Linked DNA regions of Mus musculus: region 1 is linked to region 2. Evidence: chromatin contacts called from public Hi-C data. All regions are on one chromosome and are shown on one strand. The core of a region is the stretch at or near the end of the contact, and the rest is flanking DNA. Distances in the headings are between cores, read along the strand shown.

What was found. Hi-C and Micro-C count contacts between places; a contact is called where the count stands out from the background.
Region 1: a contact with region 2 is called in a Hi-C map of the N1E-115 cell line, with 4 times the contacts expected there. The contact joins two enhancer-like sites. A contact is called at or near these places in 4 of 484 Hi-C or Micro-C datasets (the N1E-115 cell line, embryonic stem cells, nephron progenitors and 1 more) and 1 of 9 other capture datasets (embryonic stem cells).

The regions. Positions count from the first base shown.
Region 1 is chr5:53,321,317-53,326,701 of GRCm38.p6, reverse strand. No RefSeq gene overlaps it. Among named protein-coding and RNA genes, the nearest start is that of Gm40303, 57 kb to the right of the region's middle. Within about 2 kb of position 3,106, at least 3 of the 459 cell types and tissues checked have an H3K27ac peak or open chromatin away from gene starts, as enhancers often do. A contact at or near this core is called in the N1E-115 cell line, where this site is marked.
Region 2 is chr5:53,150,177-53,154,945 of GRCm38.p6, reverse strand. It overlaps Sel1l3 (sel-1 suppressor of lin-12-like 3 (C. elegans)), which reads left to right. Exons shown (of 24, transcript NM_172710.3): 11 at 596-775. Among named protein-coding and RNA genes, the nearest start is that of Sel1l3, 61 kb to the left of the region's middle. Within about 2 kb of position 1,560, at least 25 of the 459 cell types and tissues checked have an H3K27ac peak or open chromatin away from gene starts, as enhancers often do. A contact at or near this core is called in the N1E-115 cell line, where this site is marked.

The sequences.
Region 1 (5,385 bases), core at 1,857-4,356, 170 kb before region 2:
CTCTGCTGAGCTTCCGTACAGACTTTCCCATCCTGTGCCTATAGACCCCATGCCTAGGGCCCCTTGGTTGCTCTGAGTCTCCCAGCTATTAGGAAGGAAAAAGAACCATATCTTTACCCAAGCTGAAAAATCACATTTCTACAGTGCTCTTGGCTGCTGAGATCTTTCCGTGCTAGGACCACCCCTTCCTCACAAGAAGCAACTGGGAAACAACAGTACAAAACAGCTCACCACTGTTTTAAAGGCATTAACCTTTGACCAGTCTACGTGTTGTCATTAAGTCGTGAACACACCACAAGCCCCTTTTCGCACTCCCCCAATCATGCTTCCTATGGGAAGCAATTCTGGCTCTTCTTAGATGGAATCTCCAGGGCCATCTAAGAACCTGGGGAAAGAGGCTGCAGCTCTGCCAGGGAAGGCAGCTAGCGCCATCTACTGCTCACATGGAGAATTGACTCCGACAGCATCCTCCGTGCAGGGATTTCCGGCCACTGCTCTGGGCTCTCCCTAAACTCCATCTGCTTTTTCAGAAACGTCACAGCTTGCCAATTTGCAAATATTGGGAAATCACTTCTCCTCGCATTCTTCAAGGAGTAAATCTCCTGAGCCCATTGCCAGCAGAACTCACACAAGCTGCCAGGCAATTACCTAACCCCCAAGGGGCTCTACAAATTGAACACTCCAGCTATTTAAAATCCACCACCCGCACACACCGAATTTTAGGAAATTCAGCGTGCAAATTTCATCCTCAGAATTTCTCAGGGCTACCTGAGTCTTTCCTAAGGGTTGAAAAATCTCTCTCATGAACTGTGAGACATCTGCTTCCCAGGGTCTCCACCATCACTGCAGCTAAATAACAATTTCAAAACCAGTTGTTGGTTGGCATTTAAAATTTAGAGCCATGCTTTCTTTTCTCCTCGTAATAGAGAAGAGGCTGGGTGTTTTTGTCTTCAGTAAGCCCTAATTTCTTCATCAGGATCCTGGCCATGAATGACTTAAGCTGCTCCACCCCTGTGTTTGTTAAGCCACCCCACAATCAGACCCAATCTGGAAACAAAACAAAGCCATGTAGAGCTGCACCCAATAAAGAGGATCTTGGCTTCTTCATAATCAGCTAATGGTATCATTGACCCTGAGGGACTAACACCGTGAGACGTAAACCCAAGTCCTGAATAAAATTGCAGAATGCAGGAACTTTCTGCCGGAGACGTTGCTGTTGTTGTGCTGAATGAGCCAGGGAACAAAGACAAGAGGCCAGTGCCTTGAAGAGATAGGGGAGAGAATTCACAAATATCAAAAGAGCTGATCCTGACTCTCCACTTCCAGAGAGAGAGAGAGAGAGAGAGAGAGAGAGAGAGAGAGAGAGAGAGAGAGAGGGTGCTTGCGCTTTTGGGAGACATTATTGCTATTTTGACCACCACTAATTTGTCAGGAATATCTTTTCCTGAAGACAAGTGATTTCACTCACCCTTCAATTAAGGATGTAGGAAGACAGTGAGGGCCAAAGAAGGCTTGGGGGAAGCGTAGAAGAAAGGGAGGAGGTAAGGGGAAGGGGAGGGGACGAGGAGGGAGGGAAGCCATCCTTCTCCCCTCTCCCAGTCTTAGGAACATGCTGCTGTAGCTAGACAGAATTGCCTTTTTGTCTTTTAGCTAAGTTGGGTTTTGACAGGGCCCTTTTGCTCTCCTGTCAGCTTCTCAATTCAGGCAATTTCACGGCTTCTTTTCTGGTGCTGAGACGTGTTTGTAGGAGCACGGTTGTTAGATGGAGCCTTGAGCACAAGAGCCAAATTGCTAAGCTGCCTCACCTTGACTGCAGCCCAGACCCTTACTAGAGGTTCTGTTGGTGACCTGCAGGCAATTCAGGCATAACAGAGTGATCAGGGATGCCGAAAGGCAACTGTGTGTCCCAGTTAATTATTCAGTGCAATGATGGCTTACAGCTCTCCGTACACTCACGTTCAACGAATTGGAATTTTTTTTAAAATGGACTTCATTCATTCATTTAATAAACCTTTCTCGAGAGCGGTACTAAAGTTCTGATGACCATAGCTAGCTCATGAGATGGAATTGTGCTAAAGGGTAAGAAGAGAAGCTAGGTATGCGGAGTGACAAGGTCAAAGCCTAAGTCAGGTGCTTGGCTTTTCTCAGAAGAACAGGAAGGGAGGGCCTGCCATGAAGACCAGAGGCTGGGAGGTGAGGCCAGAAGGGAGGCCTGGGATGGGAGACGAGGCTTGTGAGGCTCCTGGGCTACTAAGGGGACTGCAGTGTCAGTAAAATCCTTCGTGGAGTTTAAAGACCACATCATTTCAAGAATCCTTGGGACTTTAAAATGTCATAGTCACAAAAATAAAGCTGCTCTCTCAGCATGGTACCCCATCATCAGCTTTGACTCTGGGCTGACCCCCTTTCTATGTGGTTCCCAGCTCCATACATATCAGCCACTGCTATCCTTTGTGCCAACATCTGTCTGTCTGCCTGGTGAATCCCTAGCCAGCCCTGAAGAGCCAGGGAGCTGTCACTCCACTTACCAAGTGTCCCTTGACTTTTCAAGATTGAATTATTTCCTCTGCCCCAGAGCATCTTGGACCCCGTCCCCACAGAGGGTCCCTGATGTCTCCCTGGGGTCTTCCCTGCCCTTCCTGATTAAAGGTTTTAAGGGAAAATGTGTCATAGAGCAGGTGTGCTTAGCTTTTCCTGGAAAACCAAGCAATACATTAAGAAAGTCGGGGGGTGGGGGGCGGTGATCCATCAGTTCTCTGTCAGTTATCCATGAAGAGGGCTAGAGTTTAGGCTGTGCAGGCTCCCTCAACTACAGCCTAAGTGACCCTGGGGAAGGAGCTGCCCCAGGGTCTTTCTTGGTATGTAAACAGAGAAGTCACAATGCTACCCTTGACTCTCTGAGCTGTTGAGAAGGTTAAAGAAGGCTGTACAAAAAGGTACTTGAAATGGGGGGTAGATTCATCCCTAATGAGTGCTATTAGTATTAAGAAGGGTTGTGTTGTTTGGGACAGGACCTAGAAGTGGGCAAACCTACAAGGGAGTGGGAATCTCAAAGAGGTTGGACTCACATCCTCTCCATCAGCATTGCCTGGATATGTTCTAGCTTCATCGCAGTTCCTGAAAAACTTATGTCAATGGTGCGAGGAAGCCATTGTCTCACAAAATCCCTTGTAAGGACACCACGGGGTAGAGGATCAATTACACTATCCCCAAACTCTCCCCCACTTCCCTAGAACCATTTGCTAACCCCATCTGCTGTCAAAGGAGCCTGTTAAGGGGGCCTCGTGGGACTGGACTTGGAGACAGGATGTCTAGGCTGGAACTCCTGTTCTGCCATCTGTCAAGTTAAGTGACCTTGGCCAAGAGGTGTCGCCTAAGTCTTGATTGCTGCACTAGAGAATCATGAATGGCTACAGCCCTACCTCTGTGGGTGTGGGTGTGTGCAGGCAGGAGCTCTGTGCTCAGGCTATAGTATCCGGCTAGTTCTGCTCAGCGCTGTTTCTATTGTTAGCTATATATCGGGATAAGTTACCGATCTTTCTGTCCCCCTGTTTCCTTTTCTGAAAACCAGGAAATAGTAGCTCCTGGCCTCTTGTAAGCAGAGGTTCATCAACCTCAAGTTCCTGTGAACACCCTTCAGCCACTTGAGACATTATTACTTCACAGCATTTGGAGATGGGGCCTTCTAAGAGGTCAGGCCAAACAAGGCCACCTGGGTGGGCCCCACCCTCGGCCTGTCTGCTGGGCTTGTGAGGAGACGTTAGGACATGACACACAGATAGAAGACCCTGGGAAGTCGCAAGGAAAGATGCCGTCTACAGGCCAGGGAGAGACGGCGATAGAAGTGCATCCTGCCAAGACCTTACGTTTTCACTTTGAGCACTGTGAGAAAATCGGTTTCCATTGTTTAAGCACCTGTCTGTAGCCCTTTGCGATGGATTGAAACACTACGGACAGAAGTGCTGAGCAGAACCGTCAGAAACACCAGTCTGCTCTGCTCATTCCTAGAGGGGGCCTGTGTCCCACAGGGGTCTGTAGAGGGCGCTGCACTGGATTGGGCTTGCTCCTCGGTTCTGTACAGACATCACCATGCAATCTTTTTCTTTTCTTTCCTTTTTTTTCCTTCTCTTTGAAAAAGGCATTTTTGAAGCCAGATGTGGCGTTCCACATCTGTAATTCCAGAACCAGAGAGATGGGGGGGGGGGGGCGGTGGCAGGAAAATGAGTTCAAAGCCATCCTTGCTACCTGGCAAATTTAAGATCAACCTGGGCTCTATGAGACCCTGCCTCAAAACAACAACAACAACAACATCAACAGCAAACCTTTTCCCCATACTCTCCCCAATAGACTTCCTCTTCCCAAAATCACAACACACACCACAGCAATGGTCACTGACTATCCTCAATTCATTTCTGGTTCATCCCTCATTTCCGGTCCCTGATGTTTTAGGGACCAGCAGCTACGTTCTTAGGCAGTAGTCTCCATGTTCTATGGATCAAGGAGGAGATGCATACGTTGCCATGGAGCTATCTAAGAGTCTCAGCCTACTCCCGCATCTCTTGACTCCCAACAACGGTGTCTCTACTGTGCCAGGAACCGCGGACTTCTCAGAGGTCACCTGGTTGATGAAATAGAAGTAGGTGAATGTCGGGTTCCCAGACCTGACTGAGCCATTTACCAGGTAAATAAGCCTTGATTTTCTAAAAATGCAGGATCATGGGTTCCGTGCTCTGGGGCTATCCTGGGGACCAGAGAGAGTAAAGTTCTGTGCCCAGCCTGGGCACATTGCTGGACTCTTCTGAGCCACAGAGCTCGCTAATGAAATAAAGATCCCCTTCACAAGCCCCAGTGAGGACTAGAGAGATGGCATAGAAAATGTCAGCGTGGGGTCCAGGTCTTAAGAAAACACAGTGGGGGCTACTATTATTTAGGCACTTCACAATTCCTGTGAGATATCAAAACACAGTTTCCAAGGAGCTGAAAGACACGGCTTTTACAACGTATAAAGTGGATGCATGTCAATGTGTTATTGATCTCATTGAAAATAACAGGGAAACTAGGTTGAAGGCGAAGCTTATTTAAATAATATTTTAGATGTTTATGCAAAAAAAAAAAAAAGAAAGGAAGGAAGGAAAGAAATGTTAAAATTAGCTTGCTGGCGTAGGCACAAAACTGGTTCTCAGTGTATCATACGTGACAGCAACACAACCCTAGGCTTTCCCTGCTAGCAAGGGAATCCGGCCATTGGCATTTATGCAGGATGGAAAGCTGTGTGCTAACACAGCATACTCAGTATCTGGCTTTCTTCTGCAAGGAGTGGGGAAACTCTCCTAAAGACATTGAAAGAACATTCAGAAAGCATGTGTAGGACCACCCCTGAGGACC
Region 2 (4,769 bases), core at 311-2,810:
TGCAAGCAGGAGGCCAGGCGAGCCCCCGCCGCTGCCGGTGGGTTTCTAGTCAAAGCCAGAAGGGCCCGCTGACCAGGGGAGCTGGTAGTGGAAATTCTACCTCTTAGACAGGAAAAGATGAGAGTCCCAGCACAGGCAGGCAGGCAGGCAGGAAGCCAAAAGGGATGAGTCCCTCCTTCCTCTGCCTTTGGGTCTTTTCAGGCTCTCAATGGGATGCTGCTCCCCCAGCCTGGGGAGGACCATCTGTGGCTGGGGAGGACCACCTGCTTTATTCAGACACCCATCTCCAAGATTTCACTGGAAACAGCCTACCAGACTCCCTGAGAAATGACGCTGGGCCCCTGCCAGCATAGTCACATTGATAGATAACACTATCACAAGAAAACACCATGTTCTCCAAACACTTTTAATTTCTGATCTCTGCATATGATTGCTTGTCTTTGTGTGTGTGTGTGTGTGTGTGTGTGTGTGTGTGTGTGTTTAGGATGGCTGGGATTAGAGAGATGGAGCAGGGCCAACGACCTTTTGGCTTTAGGGGATTTTATAACCTTATCTATACAGTCTTGTGAACACTTTATCAATTTCTTCCTTACAGGGCATGCTATACAGTCTGGTTGGAGGCCAGGGCAGTGAGAGACTGTCATCAATGAATCTTGGGTACAAACACTACCAGGGTGTTGACAGCTACCCACTGGACTGGGAACTGTCCTATGCCTACTACAGCAACATTGCTACAAAGACACCCCTTGATCAGCACACACTGCAGGGAGACCAGGTACGATGGAGATATTTGAGTGTGCTTACAGCTTGGTTATCAGGGCCTTCTGAGCAAGGTTATAGTGTCTGCACCTGCATCTGGTTTATGTGTTGGCTCTTTGAGGATGTACATGGTCTGATGGAGAGGAAAACTTTAGTGCCTTATCTTCCGTTCCCATTTCCTGCATCTGTGCAGGTTAGCAGGGGGACAGCAGGCCGTGAGTCTACGTCTGTGAGCTGCCCATGAGTGAGCAAACTGGCACGTGAAGGAGAGGTGGCTCCTGAGGCAGATTTTGATCTTGAAAAAAGGAAAACATATCAGAAACATAAACATTTTGTCCATAGGACAAGCAGGACAGTGGTGGCGCACGCCTTTAATCCCAGCATTTGGGAGGGAGATTTCTGAGTTCAAGACCAATCTGGTCTACAGAGTGAGTTTCAGGACAGCCAGGGCTACACAGAGAAACCCTGTCTTGAAAAACCAGAAAAAGAAAAAAAGGAAGGAAGGAAGGAAGGAAGGAAGGAAGGAAGGAAGGAAGGAAGGAGATGCTGAGGTCTGGAGATGTCAGGCGGGAACGAATCAAATTGAGAGGAGGCATTGACCCACCTCTCAGCACCTCTGTCTGTACATGATGAACAAGCATGGTCTACCACACACAGAGGCCAGCCTTATGTCCATCTCTGTTCCCAGTGCTGGGTGTCTGAGCAAGGGCTCCTTCATATGGACTCTGCTACTCACTGTTTCCAAGGGGCTGAGGCTTAAAGACATCACCACAGCACATTAAGGGTATAGATGAGGGAGCCTAGCAGCAGCCCCTACTTACAGGCTTCCCAATCGTGCTGACTCACCAGACAAAGCCATCAGTGGCTCACATCTGCCAAAAAAAAAAAAAAAAAAAAAAAGCAGAATTCGTTAGATTAGACTCACTGATGGCTTGTTTCCGGACTGAGAATAAAAGGCTGCCGGTGAAGGTGTCTACAGAGGAATAGCAGGAAAACCTACTCGGACAGCACAGACCTAGGTCCAGGAGAGGGGATAGTGGGCTGGGTGGCTTCAGGGACACAGAGGTGTGTGAGATGGTTCACGTTGATAATGCAACTGGTTTGCTGTGAGGGTTAAGAGGGTTTCCCCCCATCTCCATAAAGGGCCAGCTGGTGAGTATTTCAAGCTTTCACTGTATGGTGAGGTTTTTTTTTTGTTTTTTGTTTTTTTTTTTTGTTTTTGTTTTTTTTTTTGTTTTTTTTTGTTTTTTTTTTTTGGTTGTTGCTGTTTTTTTCTTTTTTCTTTCTTTCTTTTTTTTTTTTTTTTTTTTGCACCTGCTGGAAATGTGGAAATAAACGTGCATCTGGGTCCGTGTAGCCACAGCCAGTATGAAGCACCATGACAGCATTTGCCTGTGCCTGAGGGACGGAGCTGGCTAGGTCAGAATCATTGACTCTCAAGCTTAGTGACAAACTGGGAACCAAACTGCCCTGGGATTGAGTCAGAAGCCTACAGTGTAAAAATGCTGTTTGATACTTGGAAAAAGAAAAACAACAACAACAACAACTACAGTGGCCACTCTACTGTTGTGAAATAAACCACTCAGAGAGATGAGCCTTTCAGTGAATGTTAAATGTGACGGAGTGAGACAAGTGGGCCTAAGGATGGAGCTTAGCTGGTAGATCGCTTTTCTAGTGTGAACACAGACCAATCCGCAGCACCGCATGAAACCAGGTATAATCAGCACCCCAGAGGAGGGAGGACACAGGAGGATCAGGAATTGAAGGTCACTCTTGGATACATAGCAAATTCAATACCAGCTTGGGATTTGTGAGACCCTGTCCCAAGAAGGATCAGGGAAGGAGGAGGAGATGAAGAAGTGTGAAGGAGGAGGGGGAAGAGGAGGAGGGGGAGGAGGGGGAAGAGGAGGAAAAAGGACAGAAGACATAAAAAAAAATCTGTCTCTATAGAGCTATTCTAACTCCTTTAGATGACATCAGGTTGGCTTTTTCTTTTTTTCAAATAAGCCTACACCCACTTAAGCCGACTATTCTCTCTGTGTATATACGTGATTTGCAAACTTTGACCTCAGCCTCACAGCAATTAATTAATATCTTCGTTGTCAAGAAATATTGCCCTACAAGAAACATTTTTACACAATTGGGTTGTAAGGCAAAGGCTGCCTTTACCTTTTCACAAAGCCCAAACATGTTCATCACATCCCGCACGTATAGATCACACGTTCAAGAACTCGAATTCGGCATCAATTAGCAGCAGGAAGCAGTGCGTTGCTGACAAGCTCCCTTTCTTTGGAAGATTTGGCATGTGAAATGTTATGATTATGAACGAAAATGTTTAATTGGTCAGAACCGGAGGAGATGAACAGAAAAGATGTGTCTCGCAGCTGAAAGGCCGTGTGATTAGGCACTGTGGGTAGGAATTATACACTTAGGGTTGTGTCATCGCTCATTTTCTTAAGAATTCATAATTAATGGCTTCTTGAAGATTGAAGCAGGTGTCAAGCGTTCATTTAAATGTCCTTTTGTTGAGGTATCTATTAATTCACCAGCATAATGTAGCAAACGAGGAGCTAGCTCTCGAAAGCCAGACCTCTCATTAGCAAGGGAAGGGTCTGTCAATAACGCCTTTCTTCGTGCTTGTTACGGCTTGGCTTCCGTGGTGCACATCGCTTCATCTTTATCAGGATTCTCACTCTGCTCCCTGCTTGTGACTGAGCGAGACTTTCCTTCGGGTAAAACTGGAAGGGCTCTTTTTATTCTGTGGCTTAAAAGAACTCCAAATGAGTTCTTTTCCTTCAGTCCAGTTCTTAGATCCTCTCTCTCTCTCTCTCTCTCTCTCTCTCTCTCTCTCTCTCTCTCTTCCTCCTTCCCTCCCTTCCCTCTCTCTCCCTCCCTCTCTCCCTCTCCCTCCCTTTCCCTCTTCCCCTGCCCCCCTTTCTTTCTGAGGCTTCTGGGAGGCATGGGGTGCCTCAGTCACACCCCTGGCCACAGCTGTCTCTGCATACTGACAGTACTCCTTCATCTCCACCTAACTCTTTTTTACTCTTCATTTAGAGTCACAAAGGAACCTTGCCACGTGCATCTCCTTTCTCTACTGCTAACACCTCCACAAAGGACATCAATGGTTGCACTAAGAAATGGGGGTGGCCTTGACCCCCATCTAATAGCCACCCCACTTTCTCTCTTCCCCATCTCTACCCCTACTACCGCCTCATGTCCTTCATCAGCTCTCTCCTGAGCTGCTGTGACCCATCTTAGGGGCAGGATTGTGTTCCTCCTAATTCAAATGTTGATGCCCTGTTCCCCCCAGTATCCCTGAATATGATTGCACATAAACAGAAGGTAATGTGTGTGTGGCTGTTTATTTTTTTCTGAGAGACCACACTCTCAGCTGCAACCAAGCAGAGATTGAAAGCATTCCAGAAGGACAAGGTGTCTGCCCTCAGTAGGTATTGATTTCTTCTCTTTTCACTACTTCCTAAGAAACACAGCGTAGTAGCCATCTATATGTTATTTACAGTATATTAAGAATTGTAAGTAATCTAGTAGTGATTTAGAACGTGGAAGAGGAGTTGGGGCTGTGGGACAGTGGTCAAGTACATTTAAGGAACGCCTGAGGCTCAGAGTTTACAATTACCATATCACATTAGATAAGAAACAGGAACCACGGATTCATTGCTTGTAGGGGTCCTGGAACTAATCTCTACGGGATACGGAGGTGTGTGTGTGTTTATTTGTATATTCAAGTGTGTGTTCATTTGTGAACAATACACGTGTATATGGTATGTGTCCATGAATGTATGAGTGTTCATGTACACATACGTGACTGTATGCATGTATGTGTATGTGGAATGTGTGTGTGCATGCATCTATAATTAGAAACTCCTCTTATGCTTACAATATGTAGTTAGGGTTTAGAAATGGCCCCATAGTACCCAATCTACCGCAAAACATATAAGGCTTTTCTTTTCTTTCTTTTTCTTTTTTCTTTCTTCTTCTTTTTTTTTTTT